4 separate regions of the Mus musculus genome follow, and all the other regions are linked to region 4. Evidence: chromatin contacts called from public Hi-C, HiChIP or PLAC-seq and promoter capture Hi-C data. All regions are on one chromosome and are shown on one strand. Each heading gives the region's core, a stretch centred on a gene start, on an enhancer-like site or on the middle of the called end of the contact. The rest is flanking DNA. Distances are from core to core; before and after follow the strand shown.

Evidence for each region. Promoter capture Hi-C pulls out the DNA fragments that hold promoters and counts their contacts. A called contact is a pair of places that touch in the nucleus more often than the background predicts. HiChIP or PLAC-seq counts read pairs in DNA pulled down with a chosen protein or histone mark.
Region 1: an H3K27ac HiChIP or PLAC-seq map of embryonic stem cells shows a contact between it and region 4, with 6 times the contacts expected there. The contact joins the enhancer-like site here to the promoter of 2610316D01Rik in region 4. A contact is called at or near these places in 5 of 39 promoter capture datasets (cranial neural crest, embryonic stem cells, hippocampal neurons and 1 more) and 5 of 115 datasets of contacts at active chromatin or transcription factors (astrocytes, embryonic forebrain, embryonic hindbrain and 2 more).
Region 2: a contact with region 4 is called in a Hi-C map of olfactory sensory neurons, with 5 times the contacts expected there. The contact joins the enhancer-like site here to the promoter of 2610316D01Rik in region 4. A contact is called at or near these places in 9 of 39 promoter capture datasets (cranial neural crest, embryonic stem cells, frontonasal cranial neural crest and 5 more), 7 of 484 Hi-C or Micro-C datasets (cerebral cortex, cranial neural crest, embryonic fibroblasts and 3 more) and 9 of 115 datasets of contacts at active chromatin or transcription factors (astrocytes, embryonic forebrain, embryonic hindbrain and 5 more).
Region 3: a promoter capture Hi-C map of second pharyngeal arch cranial neural crest shows a contact between it and region 4. The contact joins the enhancer-like site here to the promoter of 2610316D01Rik in region 4. A contact is called at or near these places in 9 of 39 promoter capture datasets (cranial neural crest, embryonic stem cells, frontonasal cranial neural crest and 5 more), 6 of 115 datasets of contacts at active chromatin or transcription factors (astrocytes, craniofacial prominence, embryonic limb bud and 3 more) and 1 of 9 other capture datasets (embryonic stem cells).

Annotation. Positions count from the first base shown.
Region 1 is chr3:46,866,221-46,872,603 of GRCm38.p6, reverse strand. No RefSeq gene overlaps it. Among named protein-coding and RNA genes, the nearest start is that of Mir6379, 31 kb to the left of the region's middle. Within about 2 kb of position 1,518, at least 7 of the 459 cell types and tissues checked have an H3K27ac peak or open chromatin away from gene starts, as enhancers often do. A contact at or near this core is called in embryonic stem cells, where this site is marked.
Region 2 is chr3:47,006,669-47,012,513 of GRCm38.p6, reverse strand. No RefSeq gene overlaps it. Among named protein-coding and RNA genes, the nearest start is that of Mir6379, 110 kb to the right of the region's middle. Within about 2 kb of position 1,848, at least 3 of the 459 cell types and tissues checked have an H3K27ac peak or open chromatin away from gene starts, as enhancers often do. A contact at or near this core is called in olfactory sensory neurons, where this site is marked.
Region 3 is chr3:46,564,224-46,569,818 of GRCm38.p6, reverse strand. No RefSeq gene overlaps it. Among named protein-coding and RNA genes, the nearest start is that of Pabpc4l, 120 kb to the right of the region's middle. Within about 2 kb of position 2,953, at least 3 of the 459 cell types and tissues checked have an H3K27ac peak or open chromatin away from gene starts, as enhancers often do. A contact at or near this core is called in craniofacial prominence and second pharyngeal arch cranial neural crest, where this site is marked.
Region 4 is chr3:45,374,954-45,380,510 of GRCm38.p6, reverse strand. It overlaps 2610316D01Rik (RIKEN cDNA 2610316D01 gene), which reads left to right and starts at 2,251. Exons shown (of 9, transcript NR_045172.1): 1 at 2,251-2,369. It overlaps Pcdh10 (protocadherin 10), which reads right to left and starts at 2,113. Exons shown (of 5, transcript NM_001098172.1): 1 at 1-2,113. The coding sequence starts at 1,258.

The DNA of each region.
Region 1 (6,383 bases), core at 269-2,768, 1.5 Mb before region 4:
AATATCCCAAAGATAAGCTAAAAATTGATTTTATGCATGCTTTTATATTTTCTATAAATTTATGCATGCATGCATCCCAATTATTGTGTTTAAAAATGACCCCTCTATGGGAAATAAGTAGATGTGAATTAGATCACAGGCTTATTCTTTTGAGCTTCCCCCTGCTTCAGCACAGATAATTAAGTTGTGTGCTGTGGATGGTGTTTTAAATGCTGAACAATCAAACCTTAATTTGTATATTAATAGTCAATATTATATCTCAGAACTCACAATTGCTTAAGATTGTTCATCCATCAGATGCTATCAATTCTCAAATTTGCAATTGCTTATGCATATACAACTCATAAGTAAAAATGCTGGATTTATATCTCAGGCAGTCTATAGGTCCTACATATAGATGGATTGGTTATATAATCTCATTCTTTATTTAATCAAAACAGTAATGGCTTAAAATAGTATTTTGGTATTCTTAGAAAATATGCATCTCAAATTGTGAAACAGTTGTTCTTGGTGTCCACAGATTCTATCTGTTTCCACATAATACTGTTAATTCTTGAGGACTTATACTTAATAAAATTGCTGCAAATGAATGCTCTCATTTCTGAATAAATTATACACATGTGACTATTAATAACTTTTCAAGCTTTCTAGTTACAACCGTTCTTTAAGAGAAATAATTGAAAGTGCAATTAGTCAGTGCCCATGTTACATTAATACTGACTATAACAGTCAAGTATTTGAGATGTTTTGTCAACAAATTATTAATTCTCAAGGACAAGGTATTGTGGAACTTTAAAACTAGCTTCTTAAAAGACAAAGAAGGGGGAAATTATATCCCTGTGCACATTAATTAATATATCCCAGTGCACATTATTTAAATCATACTTTTATTTTAGAATTTTGAAATTTGGATGTCAAAGAATTTAATAAATGCCTTATAGTATCTTAAAAGGATCTACTTATTGGCATATGGCTTGATCCTGAACAGCTACCTTATTAGGAAAGGGAAAAGCATAGTTTTTCTTCACAGAACCCTGCAGAAACATGATGTCCAATTCGTGTGACAAAACAGGTAAGTTTGCTCAGTGCCCTGACTTTAGTGACAAGGAAGCTAAATTGGGTACATGTTTTCGACCCATCCTTGCTTGCCATTTTTCTAGTTTGGACAAGTGTAGCTGCCTTGGTTCAAGCTTTTAACCTTATGCTAAAAAGAACATCAGAGACTGTGTAATCTGACTTAGAAAGATTAGTGATTCTTCTCTTTCCCTCATGTGACTGGTTATTCTAACTCAATCTTGGACTGGTCTAGTAATAATTCCAGTATTAGAGTATCCCAGGGAAGATAGCAAATATTCTTAATTACTTAACAAAATTAAATTAGAACACAGCCTCCTCTCCCAGAAAGATTGCAGCCTTTCTGTGATTCTCAAGGTCACCTCCCCCATATGGGGAGCTCTAAGTCTAAGCTTGATGTTTGCTAATTTGCAATTGAATGGAGTAACTGGACTTCCCCAAAAGAAGCTTTTGTACTATTGCCTTTCACTGCCTGGACTTTGTTTTTCAAGCAGGTCAGTCAATGCCCTTCAGCTTGACTGCAGCAGGCATATATCCTGCCTCCAAGAGAGCAGGTGGCAGTTACAAATATTCATTCAAGAAGCATTCTAGTACATATTGTGGCTTTTGGTCTGATTTGGTATTAAGGTTTGCTGTGAGGGCCAAACAGTCTAGATGGGCACCCAGATCTTGGAATCATATCAATCTAGACAGAAGTACATGCCAAGAGGCCATGGTTTATTAATAGTACACCACAGAGCCATGTAAAGAATTAGAGGCAAAGGTTAATGTCTTAGAAGTAGTAGTCTTAACAATAGGGCAGGACATAGCATACATTAAGGCCAGAAAGGCAGAAATTTCAGATATTAGCAATAGTCACTTGGACATTTGGAACATGGATGAATTGGCCAGAGATTTAAAGATAACCTAAGTTCATTGAATCCCCTGGATTGGGTTCAATATATTATACCACTTGCTATTATTATTGGCACTATTTTATTAGTAAATCATTGTGTTTCCACTCATCTTTAGAGCACTTCAGAGATCTATAGCTACAATGAGGCGGGACATTCCGGAACTTCTGCAAAAATATAAGAATGGGGGAATGCTATGCACACTTCAGTGAAGTTTGCTTGGCAGGCTGAGAGGCCTGGGAGCACTCAAGAGGCAAAGAGTTTCATGGAAACTCACCTCCTGGAACTTTGGCATTCTCATAACCCGTACATTCTTACCCTATCCCCCATTAGTCTGGTGTATGGATCCACATGCTTTCTTTTAGTATTATCTTAGTATAAGTGCCTTTTAAGATTGAATTCTGATATAGTTAAACCTTTGCCAGTGTTCCAACATCCTAGAAAGTTCTTGAAGCCAAAACTTGGAATTCAGTAGGAATTCAGTAAGGAAGTTACCTATTCAGTAACTAATTAAGCATCACAAAAGATGGAGCCAGCAGCTCAGGACTGGTCTGCAGAGTGTTTACTAGAACAGTAAAGACAGTCTTAACCAGACAAGGGTTTACCATGAGAAAAGTTAGGGAATCCCACTGAGAAAGGTTTCTTCACTAGGCCCAAAGAAATCAGCCAGAAATTATGGAGCATGGATAGATTTTATGCCTCAGTCTAGCTTTTTTTTTAATATTAATAAGGAGAGGAGATGTAGCCTCCAACAAGCCTGAAGCAGGCTAAGCCAGACCTTGACTTTGTTGCCACTAAGGAGATTACTTAGGGTGTAGCCTGCCTCCCTGGATCACCCTTATGTTCAGCCACTGCCACTGCTGCTACCTGCTGGGAGTTGGCCTAGCCTTTCCAAAGTCTACATCTGATCCTACACTTGGTCACCTGTAGCTGGGCTCCAATGATGATTTGGTGGGAATGGGCTTCCCCACTCCTTTATAAAGCATGTCCGCCATTAAATATTTGAGCCTTGATCAGAATACTGTCTTGGTTCTATCTCTCTCTCTCCGCCTAGTTTCCCTCTTCTTTTTCAGCTCCAGGCTGCCTCCAAGGCTTGAACCCAGACATCAGAGCCACAGGCCAGCCCCAACATCAAACAGAAAAGTGAAAGTTCAGGATTTAAGATAGACAAATAATAAATGGGACCTCATGAAACTGAAAAGCTACCGTAAAGCAAAGGACACTCTCAATTGTATATATATATATATAAAGTAGATTATAGGAGGGGACATTTTTTCACTAATGCCACATCCATTAAGTGGGTACACACAAAATATGTAAGGAACTGAAGAAACTAGACATCATTGAACCAAATAACCCAATTGAAAAATATAATATAGACCTTAAAAACTTCAGAGAAGTAGAGAATTTTTAATACAGGGATCTCAAATGAATGAGAAACATTTAAGGAAATCTTCAATATCCTTAGTCATCAGGGAAATGAAAATCAAATCTACTTTGATATTCCATAATAAAATAGCCAGTGGCTAAGATTAATAATACAAGTAACAGATCAAGTTGGAAAGGATATTGAGCAAAAGGAATTTCTTCTTTGATGATAATGTATATGATAATATACATAGGCAAGCTCAAAAATTCTACCAAGGGACTTCTATAGCGAAAAAATACCTTTGATAAAGTAGCTGGACACAAGATTACTTCAAAAAATTAGTAGCCCTCTTTTATATAAAACAAATTTCTTCATTGCTTATGGTAGTGCAAATTTGTATAACCACTATGAAAATCAATTTGGTAGTTTCTCAGAAAACTGGGAATCAAACTACCTTATGACTCACCTACAGTATTTTTAGGCAAATACTCAAAAGATGCCCCATCATAACAGTAGGACATAAGCTCAGCTATGTTAATAGTGGCTTTATTCATAATAGACAGAAACTGGAAACATATGGGATTTGTGTCAACTGAAGAGTAGATAAAAATATGAATTTTCACACTGTAGAATTACTAAGTTGTTAGAGCAAGATAACATTATGAAAATTTCAGGCAAATGGACAGAGCTAAGAAAAAATTCCTCCTCAGCAAGGCACCCTAGACCTAGAAAGACAAACGCAATGTGTACGCATTTGTTAGTGGATATTAGCTACAACCCACAGATCCAGAGAAAGTAACAAGATCTCTAGAGGGGACATAGAGAACTCCCTTTGAAAGGAGAATAGCATGGATTTGACGGTGGACTGGAAACACTTGGGAATTAGAACAGGAGGATCAGATAGGGGAGATATGAATAGGAAGAGGGAGAATGTCAGGAGATGATTAGAATAGGGAGAGATTTCAGGGACAATGTAGAAATATAGTACATTAAAATTTTGTGAAACCTATGAGTGACCATAGCAAGAACTGCTACTTATAAAGGACATGGAAGCTGAGCTGGCCATCTTCTTTAAACAGACAAGATTTCCCATGGTGTGACTGGTAAATCATCCCAGCCACAAAACCTTCAACCCACAACCTGTCTGGCATGCTAGACGTGCTGAAACAATGTTAGCTCAGTGCTTGTGGGAGTGGCCAACTAATGATGGATCTAACTTGAGGCTCATGTCATGAAATAGAACCCAACCCCAACACAGGAAGACCTACAGTCCTAGAGTATAAAATAAAATGCTGACACACACACACACACACACACACACACACACACACACACACACACACAATCAGTAAAATGAATCCAAGTGATATTCTACTATACAGATAGATCTCTGCCTAACTCATTTGTCTTCAGAAGGGCTTCCTCTAATGGCTGATGAAAGCATACTCAGAAACTCATATTCAATCACTAGTTGTAACTCTGGGAACCCCACAAATGAGGGGGAGGAAGGATAGTAGGAGCCAGAAGGACAGACAACACAGACCCCAGAATAAATTAAGCAGGGCACATAGGGGCTTCCAGAGACTGAAACACCAGCTATGGAGCTTGCAAGGTTCTTTGCTTGGTGCTCCACACACATGCTGTGTTTGTTTGGTTTTAGGTTTTTATAGAACTCCTATAAATGGGAGTGGAGGATTTTTCTAATTTTTCTGCCTGATCTTGGGGTCCCTCTCCTCCTACTGAGTTACCTACGTCAGCAGTCACATAAACATTTGTGACTAGCTGTATTGTATCTTGTTCTGGATTGTTCAGTTGAACCTGAGGGTCATTTAAAAAGTAGAATGAAATTGTAAGGGGACTGTAGACATAGAAGATCTCCTCATAACATTCGTGGAGATCTCTATTATGGTAAAACTTCATAGATCCATGCTGGTTTATTTTTTTTATATATTTTTATTAGATATTTTCTTCATTTACATTTCAAATGCTATCCTGAAAGTCCTCTATACCCTCCCCTGCCCTACTCCCCAACCCACCCACTCCTGCTTCCTGACCCTGGCACTTCCCTCTACTGGAACATGATCTTCGAAAGACCAAGGGCCTCTCCTCTCATTGATGGCTGACTAGGCCATCCTCTGCTACATAGGCAACTAGAGACACAGCTCTGGGTGGTGCTGGTTAATAAATCAAAACAACCTTGAGATTCCACCTCACACCAGTCAGAATGGCTAAGATCAAAAATTCAGGTGACAGTAGATGCTGGCCAGCGTGTGGAGGAAGAGGAATACTCCTCCATTGTTTGTGGGATTGCAAGCTGGTACAACCACTCTGGAAATCAGTCTGGAGTTTCCTCAAAAAATTGGTTTAGTTTGAAGATGAAAAAGAAGAAGGAGGAGGAGGAGGAGGAAAAGGAAGAGGAGGAGGAGGAGGAGGAGGAGGAGGAGGAGAAGAAGGAGAGGGAGAGGGAGAGGGAGAGGGAGAGGGAGAGGGAGAGGGAGAGGGAGAGGGAGAGGGAGAGGGAGAGGGAGAGGGAGAGGGAGAGGGAGAGGGAGAGGGAGAGGGAGAGGGAGAGGAAGACGACAAGGACGACGACGAAGAAGAAGAGGAAGAAGAAGAAGAAGAAGAAATGGTACCTTTCTGTTCAGTCATAGTTGAGGCAATCTTTCCAATACTGAACATCATATTTGGTTATACCCTTAAGCTGCGAATTGTTGAGAAAAATATTTATTATGTAAGTTATTGTTGTCCCCATTGTTCCCTTACTTAATCATTCCATAACTCAGCAGTTTATTTTAAAAGTATTCAACTATGTTTTTTGTTTTTATTTTGTTTTGCTTTTGTTTTTTGTTTTTTGTTTTTTGTTTTTTTTTTTTTTTTTTTTTTTTTTTTTTTTTTTTTTTTTTTTTTTTGTTGTTGTTGTTGGTTTGTTTGTTTGGTTGGTTGGTTTGGTTTGGTTTGGTTTTTTGGTTTTTTCGAGACAGGGTTTCTCTGTATAGCCCTGGCTGTCCTGGAACTCTTTTGTAGACCAGGCTGGCTTCAAACTCAGA
Region 2 (5,845 bases), core at 599-3,098, 1.6 Mb before region 4:
TCCCATGCCAGGCATTTTTAGGCTTGCAAATAATATTTCCCCAGTGTTTTATCAAGATTTCTCCTCAATATGTGTTGATCTCTGTGTCAAAAATCACTTTTTATAAGGACAAATTCAAAGCAGATCACATTCAACCTAATTTCCTATGTCCACTTGGTCATCACCATGGTTTTATTCTGAGAATCATGGTTACAGTTTGTGGGAATGAAATGCCACTAATTTAATGAGGAAAATTCAGTCTGTAAAACTAAAACTAAAATATGTTCAAAACTGCATAGTGCCAGTTCTGAAAAAAAAAAAAAACAAATATTTTGAAGTGATTTTTCTCATATTTAGATTGTCAACTAGTTTGAAGAAACAGTATAAATCTTACTTATTATATATACTGTCTATAAAATAATAAACATTTATCTATATAATACATTTTTATTTAAAATAATAATTTTTATATATTTTGTCTTATCAAATATGATTCAACAATCTTCAGATTGATTGTATAACTTGCATTTTTATGTATGATTTTGCAGAAATGTGTAAGAATTTCTGTGCAATTGATGTAAGTTTCAAACAAAGTCATTAACAGTCATAGTGTTTTCGTGAACTGCAGACCATAAAGCCATCTAGGATGGATGAAAAATACATATATGTGCTTTGGACTAGGTGCTAAGCCGAAATACACCTGAGTACTTACATTTTTCTCATTCTTTTTTTCTAATAGCTTCTGTTTGCTAATCTAAAATAAAGAGTGGAAAATGAATCCCTTGAACACATTTCTTCAGGCACACAGCATGTGGAAATTCCTCTGAGGTTTTCTGAGCACAGTAAACAGATTTCCCCACATCTACTTGCCTCACAAACAGCTATTTTTAATCATTGTTGGAGTCCTAAGGCACTGGGGGAATAATTTAATTCTAATTGTTTTGTTTTCAGCTCTGACGTGTGCAGATTTAAAACCAGAATGTTTTTTATGCCTGTGTCCATGAATCTATTTTCAAAGGATCAGAGAACGTAAGTCTCCAAGAAGTATAAGAAAAAAATATTTCTTGGTTTTTAACATGTTGGTATGCTGAACAAATTTAAAAGCCTATTTCAATAAGTGATGAAATAGGGAGATATTATACCTGACTACTCATCTGTGACTTTATGATATGGGACACACACACATACACTTTTCATAACACACTGAGGCTCATATGAGAAAGAAAGAAACATGATAGCTTTATGGAACATTTATCATTCTTACTGCATGCAAGGTTAAGGCCTCAGTTTTCTTACGATGGTTCTAGTTGAATAGCATAGGAATAAATGTATCTCCCTGTTCCTTCAGCCTCAGAGTTATACATTACACTGCAAGAGATTTCCAGCAAACGACACTCTTCATATAGGCAGAGATGAAATATATAGGGTATAGCAACATGGCCTCTTCTATGGAAGGTTTCCTTAATCTATGCGCAGCGTGCAGGGTGATACATTATATAATATCTAAACCATAATGCCTTATGTTTTCACAGGTCCCTCTGGTCACATTAATATTTGTAGGAACTCTCAAGCTGACTTTAGCAAATGCATCAAACTAAAATCTGGGACCATTCAGTATGATGGCTGGACTCAGGAATTATTATATACTATTAGCAATGATCCAGGGACATTAAATCCCATTATAGGAACAAAAAGCAGAGGAAAGAAGAATCATTTTTTCCCTAGAAGGGCTGCAGAAAAGCAGGGCCAATTGTTTCCATCTTTGTTAAGCTGTCTGTTTGTTTCTGGGCTTCCCCAGTGAGGAGTGTTTTCCACAAATCCCAAGAGGTCATGGGAAATCCTTGCACAAAGTGCTGTGTAAGGTTACCAAGGGAAATTTCCACCTTTCTAATCCCCTAAGAAAGGAGTCACCATGCTTTGATTTGTTAGGGAGTTCTCAATACTCTGTGCATGGTCTTTAATATGTTATCTCTTGAGACGTGTGTTACTTTCCATTTGATTAATAAGAAATAGATGTATAAATGCCATAGCTATTGTTATGGCAGGAGTTTGGAGCTAATTCTACTTTAATTATGTGAAATCTTTGGCTTATGTAAAGGTATTAATAAGGTCAGAGGAAAGACATGAGATAAAAAATACTGATCTTTTAACCAGACAGCTTTAACTGATATCAAAAACATTTCATTCCACTATATGAAGGAACTGGTAGAGATAAAATTATTCATTTCAGGTGAACTGTAAACATGTTATACAGGCATATTTTGGGAGAGCATACATATCAGATTAAAGGTACCTGTCAATCTATTACAGCAACCAGAAACTAGTGTATTTGACAGTTCACTAAAATTATACATTTTAGTGTATAAATATAAAATTAATATTTCTTTATGATTAGTCATTGTTGATGAATGCCTATGTTATAAAGAATGTTGGCAGTGCTTTTTGGTAGAATTAATGTGTAGTGCACACGTGAGTTCTTGTGGAAGTATGTTAAATTAAGAAACTGTAAAAAATGAAAAAGAAACTGTTGTTACCTTAAAGAAATTTAAATCCTATATATGTTGTGCAATATAGTGATGTGTTAGATTATGTAAAACAATTTGACACAATATATTCTCCATAATATTAGTTTAATCAGCATAAACAGCCCCCTTACATATAAAAATTTAACATTAATCATTTAATATGACACATTGTTAAAATTCAAGAGACATATGTAATGAATCTGATTTTAGTCACCAAGATTTTCTCTTGTTGTGTTTATATTAAGTATATTAATGTAATGCCCTAAATTTGTATTATATTTTACAAAAATATGAACCCCAAAGGTTATTCTTTTACAATTTATCAATTTCAGAGTTATTACAAATAAAAGTATGCTAGGTTAACTGACACAAAAATATTCACTTTATGACTTTGATTTTTATTTCAATCTATCATCCTATTTTCTCTTCAATATATAAAGAATGCAACATTTGATATTAAATGCATATGAAATTAAGAATTGACCACATGCTTGAAATATAAACTACAGTAAATATTATCAAATCTTAAAATGTATAGGGGTATTCCTCAGTGGTGTTAAATAGTTTTTTTAATCTATACTCACTTATAAAACTACACATTCATAGTTTGTATACTTTTAAACTTTTGAATTTTATTTCACAACAATAATTTTTAAATCTCTTATAAAAGATTTTTTATATAGATACTATGCGAAAATTTTTTGTATCAAATTTGTTGGGATCATTTTTGTATCAATTTCTTATATTTATTACCTAACACATGCAGAGCATTAAATTGTGCTCTCACTCTCCTCTCCCATCTTAGTAAACTTGATGTTAACCTTTTCATATGAATTGATTTTAATGTTCAAGTGGTTTATCCTAATAAGCTTGCATTCTGCTGTCTCTCAGACATTTCTATAATCTTAAAAATGGATTTAAATTTCCTTATATATAATATGCTTTGATGTATCTTCAGCTACAGGTAATTGAAGGCATCATTTCATAATCCCTTGATAGAATTTTGAAGTCTTTATGGAACACATATATTTGAATAAGAACTGCTTGATCATAGCATAATTTTCTTTGGACTATTATTTTATGTGTATCTATCCATCTTAACTATCTACCTTATAGTCTATCCTTCTGTCTGTCTGTCTGTCTGTCTGTCTCACACATCTATCTGATCTATCTTATCTTTAGAACAGCTATGTCTTTACTCAGTGCAGTGGCTGTCAGGCTGCTCAGTTTGTTTTCTGGAGATGTTCCAGCAGTTTCTAACTACCTTTCATCATTCTATTACTAGCCTGGATTTCGACAATTACAAAGGCAACTTGTATGGAGGAAATTAAGCAGGTAAGGAATACTTTACTCCAACTTATAACAAATGGAGTTAATCCAAGACTTATTGAAATAAAGACTGAGGCAGTTTTAAATTCTGGTGTCGAATGAGGAAAAAAAATCAAAACAGGGCATTGAGAAGGTTGAACAGTGTCCTTAGGTATTTAAGTATGTTACCTGAATCTTGTTTTACAGGCTTTTAGCCTTCCCTAGATTGGAGGTTAGGAAGCTATAGTCCAGTGGGGTGACTCCCTGCTTTGTGAATTAGATATTTATAGTTAATAAAAGTAGTCTGAGATTTACATACAGTTTTCATATTAAACTATGAAAATAATGTACAATTGTATGTTGTATATTAATCTAAAATATAATTATTCTAATAGAATCATGTCAGAAAAAATAAATAAAATAAACACAAATGCTTGTAGAATTTCAATGATGCAGTCTTCATTAGATTATCTAATGTGTTTATCCTGAAAGAAAAATAAGTATAGAATTCTTATCCACAATGATGACTATCTTTTTTCTACCCTATCAAGGAGTTATTTTTTGTTTGTTTTTAAATATAGGAAGCCGAAATAAGATTAAACATTTTTGAAATGGAAAATATTTCAACTTTAATATTTATCTTTTCTTGAAAAACCTCCTTACAGAGGAGAAGCACAATAACTAGCAAGTAGTTCTACTATAACTAAAAACTAACTGTAAAGTGTTTTTATAGCAGGGGAGAGCATATAACAATAAACAAATATCAAATATATTTTAGCTGTTTTTCCCTCTTTTCTAAGATCATGCTTATTCTTGGTTGAGAGCCAGCCTTTAATGGCTGAGCCAATTTAAAACCCAGAAATGAACCAACACATGCATAGGCACTAGATCTTTGACAAAGGAGCTAAAATCATACAGTGGACAAAAGGAAGGGTTTTCGACAAATGGTGCTATTTAAACTGGAGGTCAACATGAAGAAGAATGCAAATAGCCCTCTGAGGGATGAGTGTGTGCACAGGTGGGGGAACACCCTCATAGAGGCAGGGGAAGAAAGAAGGGAATAAGGGGCTTGTGGAAGGGAAACTGGGAAGGGGGATAGCATTTGAAATGTAAATACATATATTAACCAATAAAAAATTCTCTTATGAAAAAAATAAGGTACAGAGCTAAATAAAGAATTTTCAAGGGAATGGCTGAGAAGCATCTAAACATCAACATCCTTAATCATCAAGGGAATGCAAATCAAAACAACCCTGAGAATCCACCTCACACCAGTCAGAATGGCTAAGATCAAAAACTCAGGTGACAGCAGATGCTGGTGAGGATGTGGAGAAAGAGGAACACTCCTCCATTGCTGGTAGGATTGCAAGCTGGTACAACCACTCTGGATATCAATTTAGTGATTCCTCAGATAATTGGACATAGTACTATCTGAGGACCTAACTACACCATGCCCTGGCATATACCCAAATGTTGCTCCAACATATGACAAGGATACATGCTCCACTATGTTCATAGCAACTTTGTTTATAATAGCCATAACCTGGAAAGAACCCAGATTTCCTCCAACAGAGGAATGAATATAGAAAATGTGGTACATTTACACAATGTAATTCTACTCAGCTATTAAAAACAATGACATCATGAAATTTACAGGCAAATGGTTGGAACTTGAAAATATCTTTCTGAGTGAGTTAACCTAGTCACAAAAGAACACATATGGTATGTACTCACTGATAAGTGGGTATTAGTCCAAAAGCTCAGAATAACCAAAATACTGTTCACAGACCACATGAAGCTCATGAAGAAGGAAGAACAAAGTGTGGATGCTTCAGCCCTTCTTAGAAGAAGGAATAAAATGCTCACAGGAGGAAATACGGAGACAAAGTGTGGAGCAGAGACTGAAGGAAAGGCCATCCAGAGACTGCTTCACCTGGGGAATCTATCCCATATACAGGCACAAAATCAGGATGCTATTGTGGATGCCAAGAAGTGCTTGCTGAAAGAAGTCTAATATAGCTGTCTCCTGAGAG
Region 3 (5,595 bases), core at 1,704-4,203, 1.2 Mb before region 4:
TGTAGATTATTTTCTGAAAAGAAACATTACTTTGCTAGAAAATATACATAATCTAGTTATGTACATAATTAGATGTATACATATTATTTTATAAGTTTGTATAGACTGATTTTGTAAGGAACACAAATTTTATTGTATATATTAAACATACATTGTGTTTGTGTTTTATTTGTGTGTGTATGTCTTCATGTTTGTCTGTGTGTGTTATATTTTTGTGCTTAGATTTTAAATAGAAGTAAGGGAAGTCAGTCAGCAACAGGTCATAGTGGCTTACAAATTTATTCCCAAAACTCACCAGTCAAAGATAGGCAGATATCTTACTTCAAGCTAATCTTAGTTTACACAGTGAAATCAAGATAGGTCTGGAGAGATGGCTCAATGGTTAAGAGCACCAACTGCTCTTTCAGAGATCCTGAGTTCAATTCCCAGCAACCACTTGGTGTCTCACAACCAACTGTAATGGTGTCTGTTGCCCTCTTCTGGTGTGTCTGAAGAGAGCAATGCTGGTGTACGCATAGTATAAAATAAATATTTTAAAAAATAATATATATACATATATATGTATATGTGTGCAATATATATATATAGATATATATATAGATATAGATATAGATATAGATATAGATATAGATATAGATATAGATATAGATATAGATATAGATATAGATATAGATATAGAGCCAAGGTTATGTGAAGAGAAAATGTCTGTTATCAGGGGAAGGGAGTATATTCTATACATAACTAAGAGTAAAAAAACAAGGACAAGATGAAAGGAAAAACCTGTTTTATTTTAGAATGAACACTATGACTAAATAATTTAATAATTATTATTAATCAGAAGGCCCATTTGTGTGCCATTCAAATTTGTTTCACCAAAATATCTATTTTCTCCAGTTCATTGGCAAATGGTGGGCCAATACCCGTGGAAATCCCCATTCACAGATAGCCTCAACTGCAAGAGCTGCCAAGAGAAATCATTTCCATGGTCATGGCCGTACCTTTCCAAGTGAGACAATACTGAACTGGTATCAAGATGAAGTTCCAGGTCTTGATTTTCTGTCTAATTAACGTAGCTATTATTGACCATTTTAGTGACTTTAGAACTAACTGAGAAACACAGGAGAAACATTTATCCATTGAAATTCTTCTAGGTGTTTTAGCCAGTTAACTTCCCCTAGATGCTGTACTCATCTTTGTTCTTCTAGGTGGTTTATTCATTCAATGTACCCTGTTGTCGTCCACCCCAATGTTAAGTCACAAATCTACTGAAATTATTCTACTCCTTGATGTTTCTGTTCATCAATTCTATATATTCCTTCTCTATCACATGCATTCTGTATAAACTGAAGTCCTTATGAACAGAGAATTAGTCTTTAGGTAATGTATTTGTTGGCTCAAGAGAGTTCAGGAGATAGCTGGGTGAACTTCATTCCAACAACAAAACTTTCATACATAGACAAGAGTTATCCATTTCCTCTTATTTAAGCCTGAAATTTTAAAGCTATCTGAATACTTTTGTGTTTCTTTGATTTTACATGTTATTTCTTGATCATTAGTACAGCCTGGGTCTGATTGCTCTGCTCTTAATCATCCTTGATCAGGAAGAACAAATGTTTGTCGTTTCCTTAAGGAAGTCAGCTTAGAACCTGCAGCGAAGAACACAGTCCCTCCCTGCCCAGTCTCACAAAGCCTGTTTTATTTCTGTCTCTCATGTTTAACATACATTAACTCTACTTAGTTGTATTTTAATTTTTGCCATCCCTGCTTTATCCCTGTCTTCATTAAAACACCTTTTCTTTATGTCTGCATCCATACAATCAAGAAGAGTCCTCACACATACTAAAGTTAATTCACATAAAAATGTGACCCACATTTTTGCCTAGTCTTCTTACAATGCTTTGTTGTGTACTTTTCTCTGGGATTTCCAATGATTTAATCCTTCAAAAATTCAATTCAAAGTGACTATACTTCCTTTTTTCTATCATAATTCGCAATTTAATTCAAGAGTTTTTGTTTGTTTGTTTGTTTATTGATAGGGTGACATCTTGTTCCAATGCTTTTATTGTAATTTCAGGTTAGACTTTCTTTTGCCTATCACGTGGAAACTTCAATTTAAATGCATAAAACTAGATATTTTTAGAAGTTAGAAGTATGCTGCTGCAGTTGCTAAGACATTGGTGATTATACATCAGAGGAGAACACAAAGGCACAGACACATGAACTTTGAAAATTTATTTTCTGGAGCTTTGTTTAAATAGTTACGAAATACTCTATTACAAAAATATTCTAGTTTTTCCCCCCAAACTCAGTGAAAGCTCCCATTTCTTACGACACCCTACAACAACTTAAATTGCTTAAACACTTTTGAACACAAAGAATTTCTTTTCAAAATAATTATGAAAATTTATGTATCCCATTTCTTGAAAGTAAAGGAAAAACAGATTGTGAACATTTAAAAGAAAGGAAGTTGACATTATTAACCTTTTACTAGAAAATGTGGACATAAAGGTTCTTTTATTACCTTGGAATTCCATAATTGTGAAGAGTTACAACTTATTTATTTCACCTTCTTAAACATAAGATATATAGTTTCAATTTCAAAGCATGTGCCTTCAATTTAAAATGTCTTAGTTCTCTGTACTTCATCATTTTATCATCAGAACAGTTCCTAAGTTGAATCTTTACAAAGGAAATTTGTCCAGATATCCAGCGTTACTTGCCTCGGGGCATGGTTCTTTTTGATGTGGCACACAATGAACTTTTTTTTTTTTTTTTTTTTTTTTTTGAGGAAGCATGGGATAATGAAATGCTGATCTTTTCGAGAATGTCCAAGCAGATGTCAGTTACAGATCAATTAGGGAGATTCAGGGTACAAACACATTGAGTACATTGAAAAGAGGGGAAAAAATAGCGACATAGGGAACAAACAGAATTCAGCTGGAAATGGAATCAGAAAAGAGCTCAGGGACCCTGAGCCAACCTGACATCAATTTAGTGATACTGCCCTGAGGCCCTTGTCTGCCTTCTTAGACTGCTCTCCACTCAAGCTTTCAGGATCCAGCCAATCTTCTGAAATAGGGCAGTCTTAGATTTTACGATGAATTTTCTTTAGGTTTCTGCCATTATGTAACCCTTAATTACAACAGAACAACATAAGAGTAATGGTAGAGCGTCTGCATCATTATATATGAGGAAACAGAAAATTATTTATGTAATTATTTTTAATAGTAGATGTATTAAATATTTTGCCCTTTTCCCATAAGTACAAGTGTGCTTTTGACCACTTATTCATATCTACTTAAACATCAACTGTCTCAGTGAGATGAGATATTTTGTTCTGTTTAAGATGTCTCTCCTCATTTCTCTTAGTATTGTGGATATCTTGTTTCATTGTTACTCCATTGTCTGGCTCCAGGCTCTAATAAAATAGTGTTTGCAACCCTTGCCAAAGACATAGACGATTGGCCACCACTTTGCTCCTTTTTAAATACTACTATTACTTTTCCTTTTTGACATTTTATACTATCTACTTAACATCTTCTTGTAACTGTTTCTTCTCCATTGGAATCTGTGAGACCTGACTGCTCTGTTAGAGTAGATTCTTCCTTTAGTCATAAAATAAGAGGATTCTTGTGCATAGCTATTTTGAATGTTTTTCTCTTACCAAAAAGAAATATCAATTCAGATAGTGATGCATTTTCTTTGCCGATAGGTAGAACAATTATTGGTTATCACAATCAGACTTAAAATGTTTTGTAGACATCAGATATGTTTGCATATTATTGTATTTTGGATATGGAAATTTCCAAGAGCATCCTCTCATGTATAAGAACAAATTCATTCTTGCAGCACTATCCCGTGATTTAGAAAGATACTATCTATTCTCACTTCCTATAATTTCTTCTGTGTGTACGCTTGTGTCTGTATGTGTGTATGTGTGCATATGTCTACGTATGTGTGTGGGAGTGTGTATGAGTGTGTGCGTATGTATGTGTGTGAGTGTGTGTGTATGTGTGTGTGTGTGTGTGTGTGTGTGTGTGTGTGTGTTTTACTGCTAAATACAAGAATACAATCTACTTACTCCCTTCCAAGATTTTACCTCATGACTACAGTCAGACCTAGAGCTGGACACCACAGGAAACATTTCTTTAGTTTTCTTTTCCACTGCTACATTCTTCTACATTATTCTGGTGTCGTGATTACATACTGATGAACTATAGCTTATAATAAAAATTCTCAATGTTTCAACAAAATGTAATAATCTCACAGTACCTATTGTAATAATCATTTCATATCACAGTAAATAATTTTGAAATTGTCATTATTAATTTGTGCATTGTCAGGGTGTATTTATATATCATTTCAACAAATGCTTTTATTTGTCATCACAAGAAGTAGAAGTTTGAACTTCTTCAAATAAAGAGAACATTCTGTTTGATAAGCTCTTTGTAAATCAGAAGAAAATCTTGATTCTCCTTCAAATTACGGCCCATGAACATCATACTTTTCTATCATTGCCTGGCCAAAGCAATGTACTCTTAAGAAAGATGAAAGATATAGTTGTGCTCACGATGTACTATTTGCCAAATAGTACAATCATCATTCCTCTCAAAGATTGATAGCATTGTCAACTGCAAAAAATGAATTATTAAGAACAAAAGTATCAAAGAAGAACAACAGAATCTAATAAAATAACTCAGTGTCTAATGGCTTGTGGACAAGTGAAAAATGACCTGAACTATCTAATGCTTAAATTTCTTCTAATGTATGCTACTCTATTAAACTTGAGAGAAAAATATTTAAATGCAAATATTTCATTATGATATCTTGTTATATTAATAGTAGTAGAGTCAGTACCTAGCAATATATTGGCAGAATTAGAAGCCTATTTTGTAGTTCTTTTGCGATTAAGTACACACTTACTTGATAGGCAGTAACCTGGATGTGAGGATACCAGATATATTCTAGCTGCATTTGTTGTTCAGGCTCCTGATGCTTAGAATTACCTATTTGGCTCAGCATCCTCAAAGCTGTTGGCCTCCTATGTGTCTCAACATCATTGAAGCCAGAGTTGTGCTCTTCATAGCCTACTAGAAGTTAAGTAGAGTAGAAGGGGGCTTTCAAATGAACAGAGAAAGACCATTTCTCATTGTTGATCACCTTGATATTGCTCAGCAGTTAATGATTGCCTTGATTAGGCCACAAGAATTGAATTCAATGACATTATATATATATTTTTTCCTTTACTTGTCTTAAAAACAAAATGTGTTTCTGGCCAAAATCTCAAAATATTGCTGGAGTACATTCTTCATTAAAAACAAATTCTATAGATGGAATTCAAATCGCAAATAAAACTCTATAATTGTTATTGACCCATTCATTGTTTCTACTCTGTGTCTTGACCATTATCCAGTTTAAGTTTTTATGAGTTTTTTAAACTAAACTAGATTAACTTTTAATTTTTAAACTAAATATCAAATGTTGAATAAAATTGTTAAACATTGCAAATGTATGTGAGAATATTTTTATAGTATGATTCTCTCTTAAAGGATTCTCAATACTAATGTCTGTTATGTATAAGATGCATACACTTTC
Region 4 (5,557 bases), core at 1,002-3,501:
GGGCTTCGGTCACGATAGTGTAGTAATTCTTGAAGGAAGACTTGAGGCGGAACGGCACGTCTCCCAGAAGCTCACACTGCACCTGCCCGTTCTCCTCTGAGTCCCGATCGGTCACGCTGAACAGAGCCACCACCGTGCCAGGGGCCGCACCCTCGCTCACCGCCTCTTTCACTGTGCTGAAGCTGATCTCTGGTGCGTTGTCGTTGGCATCCAGCACTCTCACCAGAACCTTGCAGTGCGCAGGCACAGCATTGGGACCCAAGTCCTTGGCTTGGACATACACCTGATACACTGGGCTCTCTTCATAGTCCAGCTCGCCGCTCACCTCCAGCCGGCCGGTGCGCGGCGACAGTCCGAAGAGCTCCCGAGCCCTGGGTGAAATGTGACTACTGAACGAGTACACGACCTCGCCATTCTGGCCTTCATCAGGGTCGGTGGCATTAAGCTGGATCACTAGCGTGCCAGGGGGAGAATTCTCTGGTAGGGAAACTGTGTAGACGGGTTGGTCAAAAGCGGGCACATTGTCGTTGGAGTCGAGCACTCGGATGGTGAGCAAGGCCGTGCCAGTACGCTGCTGCTGGGGGGGCAGGCCGGCTCCCCCACCGCCTCCCCCTCCTTCCCCTCCTCCTCCCCCTCCTCCCCCGTCCACCGCGGTCAGCACGTAGCGGTGCACCGCTTGCTGTTCTCGGTCCAGTGGCTTCTCCAGGACCAGTTCGGCGAATCGGTTGCCATCTCCCTGGGTCTGTACGTCTAGCGAGAAGTAGCTATTTGGGGTTATCTCGTAGTCTCGCAAGGAGTTGGTCCCCACGTCTGGGTCGAAGGCGCTCTCCAAGGGAAAGCGGGTGCCTGGCGTGGCGCTCTCTGAGATCTCCACTGTCAGGTCGGGCTCTGGGAAGGAGGGAGGGTTGTCATTGATGTCCAGCACTTCGATCTCCACTCGGAACAGCTCCAGCGGGTTCTCCAGAAAGACCTCCAGGTGCAGGACACAAGAGGGGCTCTGCTTACAGATTTGCTCGCGATCTATCTTCTCGTTTACGTACAGAACCCCGGTCTCCAGATTGAGGTCCAAGTAAGGGGTCCGTGAGTTGGCCACCGTCTGAAACCTGCGAGCTGAAAGTTTTGTAATGTCCAAGCCCAGGTCTTCAGCGATATTCCCCACGAAAGTGCCATGTTCCTGCTCTTCCTGCACAGTATAATGAAGCTGGGAAAAGACTCCGTCCACCATCCAGAGCAAGGCAAAGAATAACAGCACAATCATTTCCAAAAGGAAAAGGAAGCAGCTCCCCTGTAGCCAGCCAGCCACCCCGATCACCGCCCCCCAACCACCACCACAAAAAGAATAATAATAATCTAAAAAATATAAATAAAAGTGTGCTGCGTGGGGGGGGGGCTCCTGTGGCTGTATTAAAATTTTGATTCCTTTTGCTTCATTTTAGAGCGTCTCCAAATCGAGCCTCATTTTTCAATCTTAGCGCAGAAAGGGTGACAGATGTCCCCTATGCTCAGCCGTAATCTTCCCACTGACCAATTAATAAAATAACGATCATACAATAGTCAGCCTCCTTTATTCCGACAGTGTTGGCGCAACGCGGCGCTGGCAAATCCCAAGGAGGAAATTTCGATATTTCAAGACTGTCCTAGGTTTGTCTTCCTGCTGATGGGAGGAGAATGTGGAGGAGGAAGAAGAGGAGAAGGAGGAAGATGAAGAGGAAAAGAAGGTAGAGGAGATGCTGCCGGCACCACTGAACATGCCTCTTGATATCAACGGCTGGCAAACGCGAGCGGGGTTAAAGACAGCGAGAAAAATTTTTGCTGGAAAAACACGGAGCCGTTCTGCAGCATAAAACTTTCATTCTCTTCATTTCTCCGGATGGACGTTCCTCTTGTCATTTTCTTCCCTCTGTCTCTCTTTGCATCTCTTGGCTTTCATAGTCTTGTGTCTATTCTCAACTTCACTGGCTCTGGCTTTGCGTGAACACAACCAGCTATTTCTTTTCTGCTGTTTCCTTTGCAAGCCTCTCTCCCTCTAACCTGCCTCTTCTCCTCTCAGTCCATCCTGCCTCCTGCTTCAGCCCCAATGCTTGTGATCTCGGCTGGCAGTTTCTGAGCTCCGAGCGCTCCGCTTCTCTGTTTTTGCGCAGCGCCCTCATTCTGCCAACCAATCGCCGAGGAGCACCACCCACCGAGCGACTGTTCGTTGGCTAAAGTGGCCGTCAAGTAGTTACGTCACGCGGCAGCCAGGAGGGGCGGGGCAGAACGCTCGCTTTGGCTGCGGGAGTGAGTGTGAGTGTGAGAGCAAGAACAGCCCGCAGGTCCCGAGGCGCTTGCAGGGGACTCTGCCGCGGAAAGTTCCCAGTCCCCAGCCGCAGGTAATGGGCAGGGAATAAGAGAGGTTCCCCTGTTTGCATCAGCAAATACGAAAACATAATAGCAACAGCTGCGGTAGCCTCTCCAAGGAGCGGGGTTTCCAGTGACGCTAACATTCTTTTTTTCCTTTAAGGTGTTTTCCCTCCTGCTGATCGTGGAAAGAAATCACCAAGAAGAGGGGAAAGTTGCCCCGGGGCCGGTAGTCATGTAGGGGTTACCAAAGCAAGGGACTCTGGCAGAGATGCGCGCGGACAATTTAAATGCCGGCATAAAATGGCATGTGTCAATCAAAGCTAGAGGGTCAGAAGGGGAGGTGTGGGGAGGATAGACCAGGCTGCAAAGGGAGTGCGGAGGTGAATTCCCCCTAAAGCGGAGGGATTCAGACCAAGGGACTTGGGGCGACAGCTCCTATAGACGGGCAGATGGTTGAACGTCTACCCATCTAATGTCTACCCACAAAATGCTTGGTTACTAAATTAACTCGTTTGGGGACATTGCTTCGAACTGTGAGTACCCCAGTCAAGGACTGGGGGCTTCTTTGTAGTTTATGCATGGGAGCCCGCCATCGTTAAACCCACTCTAGGGCACCGGATCCAGCACCACCCATCACAGCGAGGCGCTAGCAATATCCCTGCGCCTCGCCTGGCCCCGCGCCAGGCAGCAGTGGCGAGCGCGGGCTTTTCTTTTCTTTTCTTCTTTTGCCTGATTTCTGTTTTAATTATTTATTTTTCTTTTACCCTTGGTGATCCATCCCTGCCTCCATAACTAGAGGGGGTGTGGGAAGAAGGTACATGCCCAGCCCGAAGACAGCTCTCTGGAGAATGACCGTGGGGTGGCCGCGAGGGCGGGCGGGGCGGTGCACACGCACACGGGGGATAGAGTGTGCACCGCTGCGGGAATCCACCGGCACGTTTGCACATTCCTGGTGCTGGCCCTCGTCCTCGCTGGCTGGCCACAAGCTGAGTTCGGTGCGAATCCCTGGGGAGCAGTCCGGGGATTCTGAGCCGCGCGCCTGACTAGCCACGGGTATCCACACGCCCAGTTCCCGGGAAGTTATAAGGCGGCGGGAACGAACTCTCCGCTGCTGGGAGAGCCCGCTGAATGCCTGTCCTTCAAGGATAAATATCGAAGAATACGTTTTAATACTTATCAACGTGCTGCCCGCAAGGAATAGGTTGTTTATTTTCCGGAGGAGCCGTTTAAGCCAAAGACTAGAATGACTCCCTAGAGGCTTCCCGGTAATGAATGACCCAGGAGTAACGCTACAGCAACCGAAGGGAAGGAATGGTACCACCCCTCCCCCTATACTGCCCTCCCCTCCCACCCCCCACCCCGCCCGCAAGGTACGCTACAGTGCCTTCTGGAAAGAAATTAGGAGTGCGCGTCCCCACGCGTGATTGACAGCGAGGCGTGCTCGGACCACTCGGGAGAGTCCGTGTTTAACGGCCTGTTCCCCTACCCCTACCACTTGCCTCTTGCGGAGAGATGGGTTCTACCTTTAAGAGGGTAGGTGGAAAAGGAGCCAGCAAACATGGCTAAGCCTTTTCCAGCTGCATTGAATTGACCATCCGCCAAAACCAAACCGCTACAGTTTAAAATGATTTTAGCGTCACGTCTGCGGCGGAGAATGAAGCGGCAGAGCAGAAAAAGGACCTGTGGATCAATGAAAAGGGGCTCAGAGTGTATCCGAATATTAATACACTGTGGCCATCTGTGCTTCCCGCCCCTCCCCCTCCCTTCAGAGCTACAACATTAAAATGCAATTTTTCTAGCACCCCAAGCTGACTCATCCGAAACCCTGGGCCTTTAAAAAAAAATCCAAACACGATGGTAATGCTTTAATGTGTTTATTTGTACGGACGGAACACTTGTGTGTCTGCATGTTTTCGTGTGAGAGACACGCTGCGGAATGACAGTGCAGATGTGCTGGCGGAGGTTTGTGTCTCGGAAAGGAGCTTGAAGTTCGAGCTGACTTAGGGCGTTTGCAGAACGCCGGCGAGCTTGCCGAGGTGGAGATGAGAACGTGAAGAGATGGCCAGATTTCCCTGAGATTTCCCTGTAAATAATCAGTGCATCCACTGTAACACTTGAGCCGCTTTTTTTTTTTTTTTTTTTTTTTTTTTTTTTTAAATGGTGGCAGCTGTGTTTGAATGGGGACCATTTCCAGAAACGTGGGTTGCAGGCGTCTCCTAGCGGCGAAAGCGGCATAGGGCAAGTGAAATGATTTTGCTGTGGAGCCCGCCTTCTGCCTTTGTAGGGTTTGCCTGCTGGGGGCTCTGCTGCATTCTGCAGGTCACGGAGGCCAGAGTCCAGGCCATCAAAGCAAAGCCAGGCTTCTCCACTGGTCCTGCCTCGCTGACTTTTTTGGTCTCTGAGGTGCCATCCCCTGGACTATAGGGGTGACAATGGAGTCCTCCTAGCCAAATAAAAGCGACCCAGGCCCTCTGCCCTCCCTGAGAAAACTCAAGCCAAGGAGGATTGCATGGGCAGTTTGCTCGCACCCAACATTTGCAGGTGGGCATTATAATAAGGTCTTTGAAAGAAACCAATCCTGTGATCTTGAGCTCAAAAACAGTACTTAAATTTTTCTTTCAAAAATGTCTTTTGAGCTAAACATGTATGTTTTCTGTCTTAGTCGCAATTAGGCAAATACTTTCCCCTCCACCTTTTCATAATCTTTCCTTGTTTACCCTTCTTTGAATCCTAGTGTTTAGTGAAGTCACAGTTATAGACCAGGTAATCTGGGGGGGAGGAAGCGGCTTCTTTGAAGTGCGGCGGGCTTTGTCCCTGGGCTCTGCCTTACAGCTGTGGGAGAAGCAAACAGGAGCCTGCAATCTGCCTCCCCCATCCTCTGAGCCCAAGGAGCACCAGCACTCTGTTCCCTAACAAACTGCATTCCTGGATAGGGGCGAGAAAGGTGTTTAATCATTTGTAAAGAGATAAAAATCAGCTTTCATGAAAATCTCGGGTTATATGTGAATGTGGTAGCTTTTTTTGTTTGTTTGTTTCTAAGTGAGGCAGAACAGAAGTAAGAAGGCACCAAGGATCTCCAAGAGCATGGAAACTAAATAATAGGGTGGCTTTCTTGTCTGCCACCTCTTACTGGAGAGGGCAGGAGAGACAGGTTTGTTAACTAGCTTTTGGATAAACGAATGTTTGCCGTGATTTAATATGACTGCAAAGCAATCTG